4 separate regions of the Mus musculus genome follow, and all the other regions are linked to region 2. The links are chromatin contacts, called in public promoter capture Hi-C maps. All regions are on one chromosome and are shown on one strand. Each heading gives the region's core, a stretch centred on a gene start, on an enhancer-like site or on the middle of the called end of the contact. The rest is flanking DNA. Distances are from core to core; before and after follow the strand shown.

Region 1 (3,428 bases), core at 900-3,399, 3.0 Mb after region 2:
TTATATTTACTTTATTTAGAGACAAGCTCTCTCTATGTAGCTGTGGGTATCTCCGAACTCATGATGTAAACTAGGCTGGCTTTAAACCGATTCACCTGCCTCTGCTTCCTGAGTGCTGGATTTAAGGGGGGTGCCACCATGCCTGGCTTGTGAAAAGTTCCCGAGCAGGAACTTTGTAGGTAACAACGCTGTGCCTATGAATACAAAGGATGACATACAATTGACAAGCAAAATATACATAGTTGAATTCAGGAACAGAATCTTACCCGCTTACTTCTAGACAATCTGAATCTGCTAATGTCGCCAAACTGGGCACAGTAGTTATAGATGTGGCTTTCAGAAAGTGTTGAAGGTAGGTGGCCCAGATAAACTACTCCACGGTTAAGTTTTTCTTTCTTCTTTTGCTGAGGCTAAAACAGATAAACATTTTAAAAATACAAACTCATACTACACCAAAACGTTTGTGCGTATACACATTTTTCTGAGCCGGATCTCACTATGGAGCCTTGGCTGGCCCAAAACTCACTACGTAGACCTGGCTGGCCTCTAACTGCTGAATGCTAAGATTAAAGTCCTATATCACCATGCCCTGCAAAGGTCTTTATTTTTCAACGAAAGTATGTTACCATTCCATAACCTCAGAGTAAATTAATTCTAATGTCTTTTTCTTTTTTTTGAGACAGAGTTTCTTTGGGTAGCCCCAGCTGTCCTGGAGCTAGCTTTGTAGACCAGGCTAGGCTCAAACTCACACAGATCCACCTGCCCCTGCTTCCTGAGTGCTAAGATTAAAGGTGTGTGTCCCCGCCACCCAGCTTCCTAAAGTCCTTTCAGAGGCTAGGTGGAGATCTGCCTGCCTCTGCCTCTCCAACACTAGGATTGAAGGTAAAAGTCACCTTGCCTGGCCTGCAACAAATTTTCAACACCATTCTTTCCCCTTGGTCCAGGAACAAACTCATAACTCTATCAGGGCAGAAACTGAAAAACTCCGTGTTTGGTATCTCTCTTCCCTTAAGCACTTGCTGAGCAAGGCTGAGGCCTGAGTTCAATCACACAGAGCCACAGACTCTGCAAGAGACAGACTCCCACACACGCACGCACCATGATGCACACCAAGGCACACATATGTCCACACCCACCTGTCCCTACAAAACAGTCAGCACAACATGTGTTCAAGAGCTAAATGGACAAGCAAGTAACAGTCTGTCATGTTCAGAGTAACACTGTGAAACCAAGACCTTCAACTCCGAATGCAGTTGGCAGTTTATTACACCGAATCTTAACTGTTTCCGGTTGTTAACCTTCATGGTGCAGACTCTCCTTCTCTATCACCATACTATGACCCCAGAGAACAAGAACTTGTTTCCTGTCAGGTAGGGTACCGGGTGACCTATAGTGTATTCATGAAGTGGATATAGGGGGTTCAAGACCTCGACTGCACAGCAAATGTGAGGTGAGCTTGGGCTACAATAAACCCTATACTGACACTGTAACAAAAGCGACCCTCCCAAAAGACCCCCAGGACAACAACAATAAAAAAAGAAAAGCTGTCGTTCTCTCCAATGCACTCCATGGTGCAAACCAAAGGGACTATAAACTTCCGTTAGGGACATTGCATACAAACTGAACTCGACAGGTTGACAGGTTGAAGCCCTATTCTGAATTCTGACCCTGAGCTGTATTCTGACTCTCGATCCTCCCAGGACGTGGGCTTCGGGACGTCTACTCCGTCTTCTAAGCACTACAAACTAAGGGGACATAACACACCTTCCGAATGCTGCGGTAGACCATGAACCCTCATTTTGCAGGTCAAAGCGGAAGCGTGGCAGCTTTAACACATTCTGAGATCTGGGGGTGCCATGCTCCCACACGTGGTACCCCTCCTCCTTCACCTCACACCGATTCCTGACCTGCCTCGGTCCCCTGATTGGAACCATCGTCTCCCAGCCCGTGAGAGGTTGGCTCCCGAGCCAGCCCGGCCGCCCCGCGCCGCTCACCTTCTTCGTGCGCCCTTGGATCTGCGTCAGAGCCTTCTCAAACTGCGAGTCTTCCTGCGGGTTCAATGCCAGACTCGGCTTCGCGGGGCCTGCTAACCCAGCCATGCTGGAGAACCCGAACAAGTCAATCCACGCGGAGCCTTCGGAAGTGACGTTTCCTTCGCGTCTCGGAAGCGGAAGTAGAGGCGGAAGTGTAGCAAAAGAGCAGGCCCCGGTGTCTAGAATTGAGGCAGCTCGAGCGCCACCTACTGGCCACAAACTAAAAACATTTAAAATCGGATTAAGGCTCCGTTGGTGAAGCGCTTGTTCTCAGTCCTAGGTTTGAAACCCAGTGCCTCATAAAATGTGACTGGAGCCACGCCCCCTGCCCCCATCTGTAATCCCAACACTTGGGAGGTAGAGGCAGGAGGATCAGGAGTTCAGCGCCATTCTCATAAACATAGTTCGAAGACAGCCTGGGCTCCATGGACTCAAAAACAAATTTAAAGTCTCAAACATTAGCCATGCCCGTTGCCTGTTCATGCCAACGTGCAACAGGAAAAGCCTTCCCCTCTGTGGGCTCCTTTTGTAAACTTTGTAAACGCTCAAGCAGGAAAGTGGCCAGGCCCCTGCCTGAGGAGATCCAGTGGCCAACCTCCCCAGTCCCCCCACCCCCGCATGTTTTCCAACGTCCCTAATGGTTTTCTAACCATCCAAAAGTGGGAGAGTGGCCAGACCCTGCCCTACAAGAAAAAAATTCCACCAGTCCCCGAGGTCTCTCAAGTTCAGGACTTGAAATTCCACCAGTCCTCATCATGGAAGTCTCCACAGCATAATCCAACACCTATTTATATTTTTGATATTATACACCTGTGTCTGTGAGTGGGTATGTGTTCAGGAATTCAGATGACCATAGAGAATAATGGTGTCGGATCTCCTGAACTTGGAGTTCAGGCTGTTGAGAGATGTCCAATGTACTGGGAACTGAACTCAAGTCCTCTGGAAGAGCAGAAAATACTTTTAACTGTGAGCTATTTGTCTAGTCCCCATTTATTTTATTTTTATGCGATGAGTGTTTTGCCTGTATATGTACCCTATATGTGCAGTGCCTGCAGTGGCCAGAAGAGGGCATCAGAACACTGGAACTGGAATTAAGGACTGTGAGCTCTTGACCACAGAGCCATCTCTTGAGTTCCCTAGTAAGTTTCTTTAGGTAACACAATAGGAATTTTGAGAAAACAAAAGGAGAAGCTTGTAAGAGTTTCTTATGTTGAAACAGTTGTCTTTTCTCCATTTGTTTATTTACTTATAGATTAATTGATTGACAGGTTGATTGATTTTGTGTGTAGTGTATGCCTGTCAGTGAGTATGGGTGTGTGCACCCTTGTGCTGCATCGCATGTGTCTAGGTCAAAGGACTACTTGCTGTAGTTCTTTCCTTCCACGGTATGGGTTT
Region 2 (3,334 bases), core at 10-2,509:
ATAGCGATTCTCAATCCTGCCAAGTTGACAAAAATATCATATCATGGATAATATGGGTTATCCCATGTGTATTTTTATTTTTCCTTATAAAACTCTTCATCTGTGCAGCATAATTAGCCTAGGCTTTCAATTACTATGCATAAAAACCTGCAGGAATTAAATTTAAGATTAGCTAGACAAAAACCATTAGAAATACATGAAAAGCCATATTATTACATGCTGAGTCTTTTGGTCCAAGTTTAGTTTCTCTTATTTTTAAGAAATAAATGTGTTGATAAAATGATCAGAAACTGTTAAAGATGCATCTGATTGTTAGTTCAAAGTAAATGAAAACAAAGGCATTTAACCAAATGACATTCTCTTGCTAAATTATAGCAATTACTTTAGGCCCATAGTTCCTACAAAACTCTCCTTAAGACCAATGCAATCAGACCACAAGCATAATATATTTTTGGCTAAGCTCCCCAAAAGATGATATAGTGAACAGCCCAGAGGTGGTAATCAAGCCACTTATTAGCCTTTAAAAACACTCTGTAGAGGAATGTAGTGGTGGGCAGGAAAAATGATCAAAACGTATTGTATATGTATGAAATTTTTCTTTAAAAAAAAAAAAAAAGAGTCCTTAAGGACTTCATACAATGCATTTTTATATTTACTCCCCACTTCCCTGACACATCTCCCGGATTCGCACTCCACTTCCCCACTCGAACTTCAAGTCCTTAAAATCTTCAAGGAATAAAGAAAACAAAACTTCTCTGTACCATTTTCCATCCAAAACAACAGCTCATCTGCACCATCTCCAACGTGCACACTATCCATTCTCTTAATTATGGTTTCCAGTTCTAAAAGGAAGGTCTTAGCTGGGCGTGGTGGCGCACACTTCTGATCCTAGCACTGAGGAAGCAGAGACAAGTAGCTCTCGAGGTCTGCCTGGTCTACCTGGGTAGCTTCAGACCGGCTAAGGCTACATACACTGTGTGACCCTGTCTCAAGAAGGAAGCGCTTTAAGTCAAATTTTGACAGTAACAGAGGTGATAAGGTTTTGTGTTGCTTGGTCTTTGACCCAAGTCTCTCGAGAGCTGATGCAAAGAGCTGCCTTTAATCCGTATTCAGAAAGGATACTGAGGCACACTCCAAGGCGGGAAGAAGTTGCAGGCGACAACCGTGGAGCCTGTCACCCGGCTGGCAACTGCGGCCCACGCAGAGGGTGGAGTCTCGGGCTGCGCGTGCGTGCGCGCACGAGTCCCTCACTCCGCCCACAGAGTCCAGATGCCCATCCAGAACCTCTGACTCCCGAGGGCACCAACAACAGCTGATTTCGCAGCCTCTCCTCCTCCCAGACAGGGTCCCCACCTCCTTCCAGCCCGGAGTGCCCGGCACACCGGAAGTCCTTTTGCCCCGTCTCCGCAGAGCGGAGGCAGTGCGCGCAGAGGCAACCGGAAGCTCCTCTGCCCCTACCGTCAGCGTGAAGCCGCCGGGCGGCGCAGGCGCAGTGCGGCTCAGGCGGAGCTGTGGGAGGGGAGTAGGTCGGGGGCCGGTCCCTGAAGATGGCGGAGGCGGGGGTGAACTGGGGGTCTCCGGGCAGAGCTCAGGTGAGCTTATTTGGCCGGGGACGGCTCGAGGACGGCGGTGGCTTTTGGGAAGAGGAGCTGTTTATGTTTTAACGTCGCAGGCTGGCAACACTCCTAGCTGGTGTTGGGGGATCCAGGACCCGCAGGTGGGGCCTGCTGGGGCGAGGGGTCCCCGGCTTACCTGGAGAGAGGTCAGCGAGATCTAGGGAAAAACCAGCGGGCTCATAGAGGGACAGGCTTTGGGGGATGCCGAGGTCCCTGGACAGTGGAAGACTGTCAGAGTGGAAGAAGGCTGGAGGACAGCGGAAAGGGCGACCCTGGAGGTCTGTTTGGGGACAGAGATGGGCCAGCTGTCTAGTGTACACCTGCCCGGACTCGGTGCCTTGTAGTCTGGGAGGAAGACTCAGGCTTGTATGGGAGATGGATGGAAATTAGGTACATAACCGTAGGAAGTTTAGAATCTACCGAAATAAGAGGACTCCTGAGTTGAAGAGTAGGGATTGTGAATCGGAAGTGAATACCTTTTAGGTATGTATCAGTGGGTGCTGCCAAGCAGTTGTTGCCAGGGCCTAGAAGTCGGTTGGTGATAGTAAGTGGGGCTTTAGCGTCGTTCTTTGGGGATGAGCCGGCTGGTAAAGGAAAACAGTGCTTTGCTGAGGATGGCGTTTAGGGACACGAAAGGAGTTAAAACTTAAGTGAAAAGTTGTTCACGGGTAGTGTGAACTATGTCGTTGGGTGAAATAGATACCCCGAAGTGTTTACTGTTTTGTAGGATTGATGAGGAAATTCTTGGAGAAAGAGCAAATTGAGTTGACTGTTGGGACACTTATGTTGGCTGGTTTCAGTGACCACAGCAATGAAAGACAGTCTCCAGTTCTGGATTAAAACAAAACAAAACAAAACAAAACAAAAAAAAAAAACCAAGGCTTCCATGCGGGGCTTCCTCTCTGCCCCCCCTTCCCCCCTAGCTTTGGGGTTTGGCCCAGACAGTGAACTACTGAATGAAAATGAATAAAGGGGTGTCCCCTGTTAATTAATGACCTGCGGGGGAAAAACAATGACTGATGTTTTCTTCCTCCATCGTTTTTTCTGGATTTGTAACCGCTGATATTACTTGTTTTCATAGTATTCAGCTCGCATCTATTATGAAATGACCAATCTATGAGTCGTTTTGTATTCGGGGAAATTTGATGCTTTAAAAACGGATAATTGTGTTTTAGATAGAGATACTGAAAAGGAAAAGATAAAGGACAGTTCAGTAAAAACACTGTTTTTATTGTGTGTAGAAAATTATCACCAAGCAGTAGATAACATTTTTTAAGGACTAAGCTTTCTGTGCTTTCTGTTTAAAGCAGTGCGCTGTGTGACTGCTGCTTGCTTAATGGTTTCTGTGTTTGGGTTTTAATGTGGGGAGAGAAGAGCAACGGCACTTTTTCTTCCTAGAGCTTCTAACGCACCTTTTGAGAGTCATATCTGTATGCTTTTATTTAAGGAGGGTTAAAGCATGTCATGGAATTGCGGTTTTGTCCTGCTGATGCGTATTCTGTTTTGTGAACGCCGTTCTAATGAGCACAGCATGTGTTAAAAAAAGGGTGGTGGTGGTAGTAATTTAACATTTTTATTTGTTAATGTATCTAACCCAGTCTCAGAAGAGAGATTCATCTGAGAATGCAAACTTACCAATGTGACACTAGTTATTGAAAAATGAATAATCCTGTTTGCTTGCAACTAAATGGTTAAGTTACTTGATTTACCAGGTGTGG
Region 3 (3,340 bases), core at 757-3,256, 4.1 Mb before region 2:
AACACATCTTTTCTTAATGTATTATTATGGTCTCATATAAGCAAACCTAGATTAGCCTGCTCAAAATATGCTCTCCAGTACAGTATGGCACAGGGGGTATGGGGGTGACCAAACACTTTTGGATGAGGCCTGCTCTTCAGAAGGGAATTTAGGCAGATTATGCTAAACCTGTCCAAACCTCCCATGGTTTAGGCCGTCACAGGCTGTATAGGGAAACCTGTTGCCCTACTCAATAGACCTGTTGTAATATTACCTTGTAAACACTGATATTTCTACACATATCATGCTGAGGGTAGGTGACTACTGACCATCAGCCTTAGATGGTCCATCTATGCAGACCCTCACCACTCCACAAAGCTCGGGGAGCATCATGGAGGAGGGGATGGGGGTGCATAGAAGATGCTGTCTTCTGGACATGACACAGATTTTGCAGTTATAGTTTCCTGAAGATCTAGCCAAGATCAGTCAGCATTTCAACCAAACTGACTGGATTCAGGAGATTACCAAAAAATAAATGAAAATCAGAGGGGACAGGAAGGGAGGAGGAAGAAGAGGAAGAAGAGGAAGAGGAGAAAAGGAGGAGGAGGAGGAGGAGGAGGAGGAGGAGGAGGAGGAGGAGGAGGAGGAGGAGGAATACATTGGGATATCCAGGGGAGCCAGAGAGAAGGTTCTGGGTAAATTCAATCAAGATATAGCATTTACATGTATGGGATTGCTAAAGAATAAATAAAAGACAAGCCTGTTGGGAAGGAAAGCTATTAACTTTCCAGGTTCCTGCTGATGAGAAAGTAAATTCTCAGGTTCTACTGCACATTGATTTTGCCTAATCCCCTGGGAGATGACCCAGCAACATACTTTAAGCTTTCTATGTTACTCTGATGTATTCAAGTTTTAAAAGTATTACTTTTTAAGTCTGTGATGTAAAAAAATACATATCTTTTTCTCATCTTTCTTTCTTTTTCTTTTTCTTTTTTTTTCCAACTAGAAAAAGTTGGTATCACGTTAACAGCACTCCACAGAAGGAAATTCATTGTCACTTCAACCGGAATAGAGGCCACCTGCACAGAGTCTATTTTGTAGAACACAACCTCTGGGACACTGGCCTTTCTTAAAGGCCGGAGATAATCTCACTACTCTTGAAAGAAGTTTATCATCACCCCAAAACCCAAATAAAGGCCATTTGTACAGGCTATGTAGAGCATAACCTCTGGGAAACTTGATTTTTTAATTTTTGTTTTATATTTTCTTATGAGGGGGAGGATGTGCGCAAAATCAAAGAACAACTTGTGGGGGTCTTTTCATTCCTTCCAGCATGTGGATCTCCAAGGGCTCAAACTCAGGTTAGTGAGTGCAAGCATCTTTACCTGCTAAGCCATGTCACTGATCCAACACTTGCCTTTCTTGGAAGACACACAGGAATCCCCAAACCCTGAAGAAGGTGGGTTTGTTATTGTTCAACCTAACGTCTTGGATCCTTGCCTGTCTTAAAAGCAAAGGCCCACCATTTTGGGGAGCTTGCAAACTACAATGCAATAGTATAACTGACATAAATCTCAGGACACATCCCTTTTCTGACTGCTCACCTACAGCGATTATGGGGACATGCCGCTGACCACGTTTCCAATTAGCCCTTCACCCCACAGTAGAAAGCCTCCTGCCCATGGCTCAAGTTAGCAGAGAAGAAACACACTCAACACCCACCACCACCAAAAGCCAGCTTCCTAACTAAATAACTGCCTGACTTCTGGGCTGCCACCGGCCAGAAAATGCGAACTGGAATCTTCGCAAGTCGGAAGCGGAGCCGCGACCCACAGCTGCGCGCCACTGCGCATGCGTAGCCGCTTCTGGACCCCCTTCAAGCTCAGCTTGGCTTCTGGGCTTCCAGCTATTTGAAAACCCAAAGTGGACTTTCTGGCTATCCGGAAGGGAGCCGGGGCCGGGCGGCCGCACAGTACATCGCACGCACGCGCGCGCGTGCTCGCTCCTCCCACCCGGAACCGGAAGTGGGAGCGATCGCGGCCTGGGGCCTGGCCTGGCCGGGGCGTCGGCAGCGGCGGCCATCTTGGCTCCCCGCGGAAAGGCAGTGCGAGGGGGAAGAAGTTGTAGGGTGGGGGCGGGAGCGAGGAGGAGGAGGAGGAGGGCGGAGAGCGGAGGGGTAGAGGAGGAGGCCGCGGCAGGGTAGGGCGGGGACAGCCAGCCTGCCGGCCGGCCAGCCTGCTGGGCTTGCGGAAGTACTAGCCGACTGCTCACTCGCTCCTGCTCGGGCTTCCCACAGCTCCCTCCCTTCCTCCCTCCCTCCCGACCGAGGGCGGCCCGGGCCGGTGCATGGTCAGCCAGCTCCCATCTCTAGCTCCCCGGCCTCTCAGCAGCACGGAACGGACGGCAGCGGCGGGCGAGGAGGAAGATGGCGGGACGGCTGCCGGCCTGTGTGGTGGACTGTGGCACGGGGTACGGCGGGTCTTCGGGGTGGGGGAGACTGAGGCCGGGGACGGGCGGAGGAGGGAGATGAATGGGGGGAGCCGGCCAGACTGGCGAGGGGTGGTGCCGGGAGCCTCCCGGGACAGAGATCTTTTCCAGGCCCTTCCTTTCCGAGGAGGCCGTCTGGCCCACCTGGCTGTCCTTTCCCTTCTCTCCCCTTTGCTGCCTGTGAAGCAGGGCACCCACCGAGGACCTCCAGACCTAGGAGCAAGGAAAAGAGAGAGAGAGAGAGAGAGAGAGAGAGAGAGAGAGAGAGAGAGAGAGAGAGAGAGAGAGAGAAGCGCTCCTTGCAGATTTTGCAAGATCGCGGTGACAACTCTCGATCTCTTAGGGCGTGTGGGTGGGGAGAGCGACGAACCAGGCTGTGAAAATGGGAAGCTAGCATGGGGGGCTTTTGCAGCGGACCCACGCGCCGCCTGGTTTCCGCCCACACCCATTCGTAGCCATCTCCCACTACCCATTGAACCAAGTCAGTTCCAGCGAGGAGGATCTCACGGGGGTTATAGCTCTTGCCTCAAAAAAGTCCCTTGGTGAGCAAGCGCGCTGCAACTTCCTTAGTTTTGTCAAAGCCGCTTCCTGCTTTCCGTCTTTTATAGCCTTATAAGGTAGTTTTTCGTCTCGAACGTTACCACGTCTTATTAGAACTTTCAAAATTAAGCAGGTTGCATAAAGAGTACATTATGAGTGGTAGGTATCAATATGTCTGAACTAGAAAAAAAAATGTTCTTGTGTGTCCACGGAGGGAGACAGAGGGGAGAGAAGGGACGCACCCTGGAACCTAAACGTTTGTTCACGTTCGTTTTGTGACTGTGTCTTGAAAACTGAAAGGGGGTATAAAGGAATGTGTTTGATTTAAAGTAAT
Region 4 (3,279 bases), core at 315-2,814, 4.2 Mb before region 2:
CGCTGACTGAAACCACTGCTCTGGGAATTCACACGGTTCATGATAAACACATAAACCATTTGCAGTCTGTTAGTTTAGAAAACAGAGATCTCATTAGAGCCTCTTTGAGAAGAACCACATAAAAATTAGAAATCCAGCCCAAGGAAACAAGAGACATTTGCTAGTAGTCTCTGCTTTTTACTGATAACATGAGAATTTACCTTGTTGCAAGGGCTTCTCTGAGATCCTCAAATGCAATGCCTGCAAAGCGGGCAGAGCCCAGTCCAAATGGAGGTAAAGAACTCAGCCCACCTAAAACAGCACCACAGAAATAACGCTTAGGGAAAGTTCAAGTGTAAAATCACATCTTTTCCACTCTTCACCTTCAAGGACTATCAAAATGTATGCAACAGAAGCCACCCTGGGGACATGTAGCTTAGTAGTGCAATGCTTGCCTAGCATGCATGAGTTCTTGGGTTGCATCCCAAACACTTCCCAAACTGGGCACAGTGGCACGTGTCTATAATCCTAGCACTTGGAAAGTGTGGGGTGTGGGGGGAGGGGAAACCAGAGAATCAGAAGATCAAAGTCAGTCAGAATACATACTGAGTTCAAGGCCAGCATGGGCCATATGAGACTGTGTCACAAAATAATAACAACAGCAAAACAAATACAAACAAGAAATCCCATGCTAGCGGTGTCGCTCAGCTAGTAGAGTGCGGAACCAGGCCATAAGCCTGGTGTGCTGGTGCATGCCTGTAAGGCAGAAGACAGAAGTTCAAGGTTACCCTTGGCTACAAAGTGATTTTTGAGACCAGTCTCGGATACCTAAGACCTGTCCCCGACCTGACACCTCCCAGCCCCCCAAAAATAAAAGGTTATACTCAAAGAGGTCCTGGGTACCAGGCGGGTAAAAAAAACGAGAGAGAGAGAAGAAGATTCCACATATGGCACATTGAAGAGTGCTGTAAACGGATCCTCGAAGTCTCATAAACAGAACTCTCTAGATTCTCCCTTCAGGACATCCGCCCCTGGCAGTCTAGACACGCGTGTCCTTACCCCCCCATCTCCAGGGGATTCAGCTCGCTGACAGGAAGTGATGTGCGAGGGTCCACTCCCCTCACGTGAGAACCAGGATCATCCTCGCTCCCCACCCGCCCAGTCACGACAGAAAACAGCTGGCACAGGGAAGCCGCCCCTTGGCGAGGGAAAGACATGAGGAAAACCCAGCCTCTTGCCTCGTGAGGGGCGTGAGAACTCTGACCCGTCCTCCCTGGCCGCGGACGCCGGCCCACCGCCTACCTGGCCTTCCTGCCCCTCGATGGAGTCGTGGCGGCACCATGAGCGGCCCCGGCTCGGCCCGCCGCCCAGAGCCGCCGCCTCACACCGCACGCACAGACCCCAGCATCGTGCCCCACAGCAAGCCCAACTTAAGAAGCTGCGCTGCCCCTCGGCTCAAGGCCGCGGCTGTCACAGCACTCGGCCCCGACGGAGGGGAGTGACCCAGGCCACCGGACGGCGCTGGCAGCGAGAGTCCTGGAGGCCCGGATTGCGGCCGCGGCCCAGGCCCCGCCCCCGGCCGGTCAGCCAGCCAGGCCACGCCCACTGCTGGCCAAACAAGCCCATCCCACGGCTGGCCAACCGGCAGGCCCCGCCTCCTGCCCGTCAGCCAGTCAGACTCCACCCCCGACCTATTGACCACCTAGAGCTGCCCTTTGAGCAATTAGCTAGGCGAGATCCCAGTCAAGCTCCGCCCCTGGGTAGCGAACCTGGCAGCGCATCCCGGTAGACAGGAACCGCTCCGGGTACCCTGGACCCCATCCTGGAGACTCTAGGCCCCCAGCTTGTCCACCAACTAGGTGACATCCTCCCCATCACTCAGTGAGTCAACCGGTCAAGCTCAGCTCTCAGTTCGTCCACCCGGCGTCCATTCTGCCTCCTCCCCCAGTTGACAATCCATACCCTAGGCCTGGGTGGTCTGCCCAGAGCCCCGCCCCCCAGACAGCCCGGCAGTCCCCGCCCCTGTCCAGTCAGCTTCAGCGGCCCCGCCCCCTAGCCCAAAGACTGCGGGCGCGCAGGTTACGTCACGCCGGACGCGACTTCGGACCGGGGGAGGGCACGTTTCCTGGTTCTTGTTGCCGTAGTGTGGACGCCAGCCTTGAACAGGCTTGTGGCTTGGAGTCGTGACAGTGGCGCGAAGGAACAGAGAAGGGAAGAGAACAGAGCGGAGAGGGCGGGGATGTCTAGAAGAGGGAGAACCCAGCCCTGGCAAGGCTGCCAGACTTCCCCACTGCCCCGCCCTGAAGCGAAAGCTGACTGCACCATTTCTTCCAGTGTTTAAGCAAGCATTTTCCAGTAGCCCTTTCTAAAATCAGGCAGTGTAGCTTGGCGCCCCGTTGGATTCCTAGATCGTTTTTGTCCGTAAACTAGAGCTTCATTCTTGCAGTTAGAAGTTGTAGACCAGGTTATTCATCTCCCTGGCCCTCACTTTTTTTATGGGAAGAAAAAAACAAAAACAAAGCCATAAAACCATGTGAGTGCCTCGGCTGTATGTTTACACCCAGTATACATACATTCTCAAACAAATCAGTTCAGCCTGTGACACATAAGACCTCCACAGATGCTAACCATGGGTTTTTGTTTTATGGGTATTGAAGCTCCCATAAAATTGAAAAATTGGCCAGGATCCTGATTTATATTTAGATTAACACGAGACTTAAGGCTTCTGTAGCCACAATTGCATTGTTAGCATTTTTATCAAATGAGGCAAGGAAATATTTTTTTCTCATGTAGTCACTGTGTTTCATCCTTCTCTTTTAACTTTGTCTACAAAGTCTTATGACTAAAATTAAGATGGACATTTTGTGATCTGGTCGGATTCTAAAAAACTCCTGGCATCAAACACTTCTAGTCACTGAGAAACCCACTGCTGGAACAGGAGAGATAACTTAGTGGACAAAAGTCCTTGCTGTGCAAGCATGAGGTCCTGAGTTTAGATCCCTAGCGCCCATGTAAAAAGCTGGGCTTGGTCATGTGCACATTTGCAACCCCAGCACGATGAGAGGCAGAGATGGAAGGATCTGTCTTGCTACTTGCCAGACACTTCCGGTTCAGTAAGGAGTAAGGAGAGTGACAGAGCAGGATACCTAATGGTCTCTGGCCTCTGTCTGTACACTCCTGCACACAAACAAACACAACTTGCTTGGTCATTCAGTTAAGAACAAATGATTAAGCATACTGTAGTGGTTTGAATAAGTTTGGCCCAGGGAGTGGCACTATTTGGAGATGTGGCCTTGGAGT

Evidence for each region. Promoter capture Hi-C pulls out the DNA fragments that hold promoters and counts their contacts. Capture Hi-C pulls out chosen DNA fragments and counts their contacts.
Region 1: a contact with region 2 is called in a promoter capture Hi-C map of adipose tissue, with 3 times the contacts expected there. The contact joins the promoter of Nifk here to the promoter of Insig2 in region 2. A contact is called at or near these places in 4 of 39 promoter capture datasets (liver, maxillary cranial neural crest and pre-B cells), 3 of 484 Hi-C or Micro-C datasets (CD4 T cells, CD8 T cells and neutrophils) and 1 of 9 other capture datasets (adipose tissue).
Region 3: a promoter capture Hi-C map of pre-B cells shows a contact between it and region 2. The contact joins the promoter of Actr3 here to the promoter of Insig2 in region 2. A contact is called at or near these places in 3 of 39 promoter capture datasets (cranial neural crest, pre-B cells and second pharyngeal arch cranial neural crest).
Region 4: a promoter capture Hi-C map of pre-B cells shows a contact between it and region 2. The contact joins the promoter of Slc35f5 here to the promoter of Insig2 in region 2. A contact is called at or near these places in 1 of 39 promoter capture datasets (pre-B cells) and 1 of 484 Hi-C or Micro-C datasets (Th1 cells).

The regions. Positions count from the first base shown.
Region 1 is chr1:118,320,564-118,323,991 of GRCm38.p6, reverse strand. Nifk (nucleolar protein interacting with the FHA domain of MKI67) reads right to left here and starts at 2,149. Exons shown (of 7, transcript NM_026472.4): 1 at 1,995-2,149; 2 at 267-410. The coding sequence starts at 2,099.
Region 2 is chr1:121,325,949-121,329,282 of GRCm38.p6, reverse strand. It overlaps Insig2 (insulin induced gene 2), which reads left to right and starts at 1,259. Exons shown (of 6, transcript NM_133748.2): 1 at 1,259-1,592.
Region 3 is chr1:125,434,393-125,437,732 of GRCm38.p6, reverse strand. Actr3 (ARP3 actin-related protein 3) reads left to right here and starts at 2,006. Exons shown (of 12, transcript NM_023735.2): 1 at 2,006-2,448. The coding sequence starts at 2,405.
Region 4 is chr1:125,559,287-125,562,565 of GRCm38.p6, reverse strand. Slc35f5 (solute carrier family 35, member F5) reads right to left here and starts at 1,564. Exons shown (of 16, transcript NM_028787.5): 1 at 1,282-1,564; 2 at 201-291; 3 at 1-66. The coding sequence starts at 1,321.